Linked DNA regions of Anser cygnoides: region 1 is linked to region 2. The links are chromatin contacts, called in public Hi-C maps. All regions are on one chromosome and are shown on one strand. The core of a region is the stretch at or near the end of the contact, and the rest is flanking DNA. Distances in the headings are between cores, read along the strand shown.

Region 1 (3,673 bases), core at 120-2,619, 430 kb before region 2:
ATGATAAATTACATACGTTCCTTCTGGATGAGAGGTGACGGGTTTCCTTGGTTCAGAGCTTGGTACGACTGGACTCAGAAAGGGAAAGGGTGAGAGAGAAGTGTTAAACAACAGCACCGGCCCCGCGCCAGCACACACGCTGGGACCACCGCAGACAAAGGTGGTTTGTTGCCCGGTCGCTGCCGAAGAGCGAGTTTTGGCATCGGCAGGCCCTGCGCACGGTGCTGCCACAACTGCCAGCCCTTCCGGAAAGCGGCCGGGCGCTGCCGCCGGCCACCACCAGCCCTGCTTCTCCAGCACCCACCTGCCTCAGCGCTTCTAATTATGACTTACGGAGGGCTGATTTATGGAGGACTTGACTTGCCGATACCAGAAGCGGCTCAGTAACAGACACAGATAAAGAAATACGTTAGGGAAGTGCTACTTGCATACAAAGCTTTGGGCCCCGGCGTGACTCTGGGGTTAGAGATACACGTTTCTTGGGCTCGCTCAGTCAGAGAGCCATGGGACCCTATCAGCGACACACATTATAATGTTATTGGCGGGTTTAACAACAAGCACACGGACTCGCAAGGCACATTAAGAAGCCTTTTAATTAAATGAGAGAGATTTAACGCCGCACATCAAAGCTGATCGGGACATAAGGAAGTTAAAAATAAAAATAAAAAGTAATAATAATAAAAAAAAAAAAACGACAGCCGGCCGACCCGTGCCAGCACTGCGCCTGAGGGGCTCCTGAGGCAGCACCCCCCTAACGGCTGCCCGCCGGCCGTTAGCCGCTCCCCCGCGCGCCGCCCGCCGGCCCCGCCCCTCCCCGCGGCTGCCCCGTCGCCACGGCAACGCGCTCCCCCCACGTGACCCGCGGCGGCCGCTCCCGCGAGGCCTCCTGTTACTAGGGACGCGGCGGGGGGGCTGCTCTTTCTGATTGGCCGCCCCCCCCCCCGCCCGCTCTCCGATTGGCTGGGGGTCCCGCGGAGCCGGGCCGCCGATTGGCTGGGCGCGGAGGTGAGGCCGTGGGGTGATGCCGGCCGGCGGCCGCTGCCAGGCGGCTCCGCGCCGCGGGGGGCCGCGCGCGCGCGCGGGGCCGGGCCGGCCGTGCACGCGGGGCCGTGCGCGCGCGGCCGCCGCGTCACGCCCGCCGCGCGGCCGGCAGCCAATGGGCGGGCGGCGGGAAGGCGGGCTGCACGCGGGGCCCGCGTGGCCCCGTCAGTCAGCGGCGGCCCCCTGGCGGAGGCGGGCGGGCGCCTGAGGCGGCGCCGTCCCCGCGGCCGCGGCCTCGCTCCCTCCCTCCCCGCCTCCCTCCCTGCCTCCCTCCCCCGGCGTGGGGCGAGAGGCGGAGCCGCCGCCGAGCCGCGGGCCGCCGCCCGCCGCCTTTATCTGGCCCGGCGGCGCGGGGGGGTGGCACTGGGGAACACCTCGTCGGGAGATAGGCGCTTATAAATAGGGCGCCGGGGATGGGAGCGGGGACACGGGCGGCGGCGGGCTGACGGCGGCGGGGAGCGGCTGCGGGACACGGTGGGTGCCAGCGGCCCGTGGGTGCCTTTTGTTGTTGTTGTGTTATTTTGGGGGCTTTTTCCTGGCTTTTCGGGCGGAGGGGGGAGGATGGAGGCGGCTGCGGGGTGGGAGCGTGGAAAAGCCTCGGTGCAGCACGAGCCCTAACCCCCGCCTCCCCGCAGGGCTTCCCCACGGGAAAGCAGGAGCCGAGGCACGGCGGAGGGCAGCCGGTGCGCCTAGCGAGGAGGAGGAGGAAGAGGAGGAGGTCGGCCCCGCCGTCATGATGCAGATCTGCGACTCGTACAGCCAGAAGTACTCCCTGTTCAACGCCATGAACCGCTTCATCGGCGCCGTCAACAACATGGACCAGACGGTGATGGTGCCCAGCCTGCTGCGCGACGTGCCGCTGCTGCTGGAGGAGCTGGACGCGGCGGGCGCCGTCTGCCCGGAGCGGGAGGCCGCGCTGCCGACCGGCAGCCCCGGCGCCTACTTCTCCCGGCGGGACATGTACAGCCACTACGTGCTGCTCAAGTCCATCCGCAACGACATCGAGTGGGGCGTGGTGCAGCAGCCGCCGGCCGCCGACGAGGCCGCCCGCAAGAAGGACAAGCTGGGCGGCGGGCCGGCCGAGGAGGGCGAGGCGGAGGAGGACCTGGAGCAGCAGTTCCACTACCACCTCAGCGGCCTGCACACGGTGCTCTCCAAGCTCACCCGCAAGGCCAACGTGCTCACCAACCGATACAAGCAGGAGATCGGCTTCGGCAGCTGGGGGCAGTGAGGGTGGGAGCGCGGGGCGGGGGACGGGGGGGACGGGACGGGACGGGACGGGGGGCGGCGGAGGGAGCGGGGTTCCCTCCGCAGGGCCCCCCCCCTTGTTTTGCACTACTTTCATAACGGGGGTGGGGTCTCCCCGCGTGTTCCCGGGACTGCAGTCGTTTTTACCAACGCACAAACAGAGAGAGAGAGGTGTAAATTAATCGATACTAGTTTATTAATTTTTTTTTTTTTTTTGTATGGTGTGGGGCGCGCTGTGCCTCTCCGGGCAGGGAGGGTGAGTTTGTACGTGGTGTATGAGCGGTTTGCGTAGCTGGCCGGTCTGAGGCTAAAGACAAGCCGATGAAAATAACGAGACCGGCTTAAAATTGCTCGTCTTACCCAGGACGGGACCTGGTGGACTCGCAAACACCCCAGTTCACTGGGAGGATGAAGGGTTCCACGGTTGTACATGTACTGAAGCCTATTTAAAACTTTTTTACTCAGATGTAGAGTATATTCTAAAATAAATGCAAATGTATTGACTAAAAGTGACTTAACTTTTTGGTATGATTTATGTTTCATTAATTAAATGGTATTTTTAACATCTGAAATTCATCTGTTGTTCTTATTTCTGGCACTGCCTTAATAGACGCAGAAATCTGTGCGTGTGTAAGAGATTTGCTGGTTGGTTTTTGTTTTTTCTTTTTCCAAAGGGGGTGATTAGGTAGCGATGGTAACTCGGCAGACCTAAAACTGGCAAATGAGTGAACTGAGCACACCGTACGCGTCCCGAATGCTGGTCAGCTATTCCCAACCAAGTCGTGCAGAGGTTCTGTACGAGCAGGGAGCGTGAAGGTCAGCGCCTCTTTAACAAAATCTGAGAAGATCGAGTCATGGCTGCTTGCAGGCAGCGATTCATGGGGGCTGGAGCGGAGCCTAGGAATGACTCTTGTTTTTCAGGAGGTATCTGAATGTACTGCGGGCAGCGCTTTTCTCTGCCTCCGAATAGGTCTGGGACGCTTGCCTCCCCCGTCTCCTGCATCGCCTCCTCTCCTCCGCAGCACTCTTTGGTAACTAGAAGTTAATCGGTTTTACGTTATGCAAATCGTATCGATTTCATTTTCTGTGTTCTTTACTATTCCATTTGCTGGAGTAAAGTGCCTCAGAATTGGGTCTTTATACCATGTTTGCTGTTTAGGCTTGACCTCGAGTAAGTTCTAATACTAAAAGTGTACTTGATTACATTAAAATGTGTGTATAACCATTTAATAAATACATCTTCCATAAGGTACGAAGCCTTCAGGCAGGGACATGCTATGTGTGTAGGCACCTCCTTACACTGAGATTTCATTCTCTATTACTGCTCTCAAATTTGTTTCTGTCTTCTAAAGATTTTTCCACTTAGCTTTAAGGATTTTTATTT
Region 2 (4,138 bases), core at 1,542-4,041:
GCAACCCTTCTTTTAAATATCACACAGCGAAAGCTGATGGGGCACCGGGCTCTGGGGGGAGAGAGACGCGCTGGGGTCACAGGAGCCCGCTGCCACTCAGCCGACAGCCGGGGGATCAGCGGGCTGATCCCGGCTCAGCGGCGGGAGGAAGGAGAGGAGGCCTGGAGAAAAGCAGGACGCCACGTAACGCATTGCCAGTGGGGCATCACGCCCTGGCCCCCAGCTCCCCAGGGGCACCCGGTGGCGATGGGGAGAGCCCCGCTCCCCAGGTGGCTGCAGCCCAGGAGCGAGCAGGCGGCGAGCAGCGACGCTGCCGGCCTCCTCCGCAGCCAGCCTGCTGCTGCGAGCGGCCCAGAGCCCGTCTGGCCGGGTGCAGGCAATTACTTTGATACGTCCAACGTGTATGTTAGTGACATTACTGAGGAGGTGAGAGCTTGGCGCTCACAGGGCCGAAATGCTGGGCTTTCGCTTTCATGCAGGATGTGTGTAACACAGAGTCTTTTCTCAGCTCGCCTGATTTTTAACTTCCTCTAAACCTCTCTCTCTTTTTTTTTTTTTTCTTCGCTCGGAGAGCAGCAACGAGAGACCGAGAGGAAACACGCTGCTGCTGTGCAAAATGTGGACCATGTGTGGGAACTATTTACTCAGAGTGCAACTGCAGGCACCAGGCGAGGGGCTGGCAGAGCCGGGGGGCGGCGGAGAGAGAGGCTACATCTCTCTCGCCTTTTTTCCTCTCCCCTAAAGCCAAACCACGTCGCTGCGTCTGTAACGGTGCGTTTTACCGACTTTCTCGCTGGGCACATGTTTTTTTTATAAGTCCAAGGCTTTTGCGATTCGCTTTTGTGTTTGCCCACCTCAAGCCTCTGCGGGCAAAGGGTTAAATCTTCGGAGCAGTGGAAGGAAGCAGCTGAGTTTCAACAACAACAAAAAAAAAAAAGGTGGGGGGAGAAGAAAGGAGCGGGAGCAGGGAAGAAGCGAGGCGAGAGGGCTGCACGGTCCCCTGATTGTCCCTTTGGCTGCTGTAGAATAATAAAAATAATTAATAACAATAGTAACCCCCAGCCTTTCTTTTCTATTTGGCTGCATCAGGAAGTGCCTCTGGCCTTGAAGCTCCCCATTACCTCTCTTCCTCCCCCCCCCCCTCCCTCCCCAGTCCTTTCCCTGGGAAGTGAGAAGAAAAAGGTCTGCAGCTGACAAATATTATCCATCCTTTTCATCGATCGGAGCATATACAGATGTGATAGCTTGATGTACCCTGCAAACCGGCTGATCCATCGCTTTCTCCCTCTCTCGCTGGCTCTGGTTCGGCCCCCTCCTCCTCCCCCTTTGTTCTCCCCCCCCACAGCCCCCCCCCACTCCGCCTTTCCCTCTCTTTAAATAGATTTCAAGGCGCTGCCTGTTGGAGAGCAGCTCTCCAGAGAGAGCGAGCTATTGCCTCCCTGCCGATAGCCTCCCCCCTTCTCCGGTTTCCAAACAGAAAACAATCCCCGGGCCGAGGGACCTGCGCTGGGGCTTCGGGAAGGAGTAAACCGGCAGCGAGCGAGCTGCAGGAGCGGCATACGGAGGCAGCACGGTCTCTTCCCTAGCCCTGCGCACAAAAATAAATAAACAAATAAATAAAAAATAGATTAAAAAAGGCCAAGAAAGACGATCGCCCCGTGCGGGCTGCCGTAGCAGGCACCCGCCATCGGTTTTTCCAAAGGTTAGCCGAGGTCCCCGGCTCTCGCAGACGGGAGGCGTTACGAAACCGCCTTTGTATGTGCGGGCGCTTACATAAAGCGGGGGAGACGGCGACGGGGAGCGCGGAGCCTGCCCCGGGTCGGGGCTGCCCCGGGTGGGCGCCGGGCACCGGCCCCCGAGCTCGGTGCGACCCCCGCGGGCGGCCGGGCCGAGGAAGGGGCGCTCCGGGGAGCCGGCCCCCGGCCCCGCCGAGGCGAAAACGGAGCGGGAGGAGGAGGAAAAAAAGTGCCGCTGGGAGAGATGCTGGGCTCTGCCCTCCGCGTGCCGGTGCGAGAAGGAGTTAAAGGCAAGCTGCTTTTTCGATCGAGCTGCTTCCCCGAGCGTCGGAAGGAGCGGCTTGCTAGAAAGCCGTCCATCAGCAACCAGTCCAACCTGCCCGTGATAATATGCGATCAACACCAAATCACCCCCGCCAGGCACGATCCATCATCGCTCCGATGCGATGGGCCCTTGTATGGCTGTGTCTACACGGGGGGCGGGCGGGGAGGGAAGGGGAAGGGAGGGAGCGGAAAGGGGAGAGCGAGAGCGGGCGGGGGGGCCGCGCCAGCCACCGGAATGGGGCTCGCAGCCGCCCCCCCCCCCGGCTCTCGGCGAGCCCCAGCCGGCGGAGCCCGAAGTTGCGCGGCCGGGGCCGAGCGGGGAGCCTGGCAGCCGGCCCCGCCGCCGCCTCCGCCTGCCGTCAGCCTCCCTTCCCCCTCCCCGCTCCTCCGGGGCCAGCTTGACTGGCGTAAAATTAATAATTAATCGGGTGAAATTGATTAAAGGGCTCGGCGCGCGATGGGGGCGCTCCGAGAGCCCTTCCCCTTCCCAGCCGCTCCCGGGGACTCGCCGCCGAGCCGGGGGAGCTCCGGGGCAGAGCCCGGCCCGGGCAGGAAGGAAAAGGGGAGGAGGAGGAGGAGGAGGAAGGCGGCGGCTGCAGCAGCAGCAGCAGCAGCAGCAAACGCCGCCGGTGCCTGCGGGCTGCGACCGAGAGCGGCCGCGCTCGCAGCAGCAGCAGGCGGGGGCTGGCCCCGGGGCTGGCTCGGCTCAGCGCAGCTGGGTGTGCGTGCGTGTGTGTGTGTGTGTACAAAGCCGGGGCCCGGGAGCTGCCCGAGGGCGGTGCTCGGCACCGCAAGGCCAGCCTTCCACCCCCCCTTCCCCCTTTTTTTTTTTTATTTTCTTTTTTTTTTTTTTTTTTCCCCTTGCCGCGCTCGGTCTCCGCCACGGAGGGAGCGGGGAAGCGCAGGGGACGCGGCCGGGCCGGCACACGCCTCAGCCTGCAGCCCCGCGGAGGTGGGAAAGGGTTAAACGTCGGAGGGGGACGGGGGATGGGAGGCGAGGGGAGGGAGGGGGGCTGCCGAGCAGCGCTGAGCGCAGGGAAACCACAGCGCACCTGGGCTCGGCTCGGGAGCCGGAACGAGCCGCCGCCTCCTCCTCCTCCCTCCCTCCTTCCCTCCCTGCCTCCCTCCCTCCCTCCCTCCCTCCCTTCCTCCAGCTCGGTGCCTGCCCGGCCCGTATCGCGGCTCTATCTCTGCAGCAGCGGGAGCTCAGCTCCTCCGCTCCTATCAGCTGCTCCTCCTAACCCCAGTGACCCAGATAAGCGCGGCGGCCTCACCCCCCTCCCGCCCACCAGCACGACGTGGGGGGGGGGGGGGGCCCGGGCCGGCTTCCTCCCCGCCCCGGCACGGCTCGGCCTGGCACGGCACGGCACGGCCCGTCGCCCCCGGCCCCGGGGGGCTCCCTTCGGCCCCTCTCCCCTTGGCTCCGACCTCCGACGGGGGGGCACCCCAGCTGGCCCCGCATCCACCCCCCCCCGGCCGGGCCCTTTCGCCTCCGGCTGGGGCGGCGCTGCGCCCCCCCCGCCCCCCCGGTGCCCCTCCTGGCCCGCCCGGGGTCATTGTTCGCCTGCGCTGAGCCAGGCCGCCGTCAAAATAATAATTAAAACCAAAACAAACACCCCGATCCGGTCTTTCCTGGACACGCGGGTCGGAGCCACCGCAGCCCAAGTGTTGTTATTCCTGGACTGGAAATAGCCCCGGCTCCGCCCTAGACAATCGCCTGTCAGAGGCCTCTTCTCTTCCCCTCCCTGGAGGCCCTTCCCTGCCCTGTTTTATTTACTTTTGAAGTGTCTGGATGGATGGATGGATGGAGAACTGCGAGCGGTGCTTTCTTCCCCCGGCTCCCTGCAGCACCGGGGCTCCGGCTGAGCCTGTTACAGCAGCCGGCAGCTCCGCATGACCCCAGATAACCCGGCCCCGCGGAGCCGGGGTGGGGGGGAGCGGGGGGCACCCCACAAAACAGGAGGCATCCACCCGTCCCCAGCCCCGGGGGGGGGGAAGGGGGGAAGGGGGGGGGCGTCCCGGCTCCCCTCCGCCTTCGGGGAGGCGGAAAAAGGAGCCGGCAGCCGGGCCCGTAACGC

Evidence for each region. A called contact is a pair of places that touch in the nucleus more often than the background predicts.
Region 1: a Hi-C map of liver shows a contact between it and region 2, with 2.0 times the contacts expected there. The contact joins the promoter of MID1IP1 here to the enhancer-like site in region 2. A contact is called at or near these places in 2 of 7 Hi-C or Micro-C datasets (granulosa cells and liver).

Annotation. Positions count from the first base shown.
Region 1 is chr1:121,102,782-121,106,454 of Taihu_goose_T2T_genome, reverse strand. MID1IP1 (MID1 interacting protein 1) reads left to right here and starts at 1,369. Exons shown (of 2, transcript XM_048052841.2): 1 at 1,369-1,515; 2 at 1,677-2,861. The coding sequence starts at 1,775. The coding sequence ends at 2,272.
Region 2 is chr1:120,675,749-120,679,886 of Taihu_goose_T2T_genome, reverse strand. LOC136786650 (a long non-coding RNA gene) reads left to right here. Exons shown (of 2, transcript XR_010825871.1): 2 at 577-1,055. Among named protein-coding and RNA genes, the nearest start is that of BCOR, 6.9 kb to the left of the region's middle. Within about 2 kb of position 2,791, at least 3 of the 3 cell types and tissues checked have open chromatin away from gene starts, as enhancers often do. A contact at or near this core is called in liver, where this site is marked.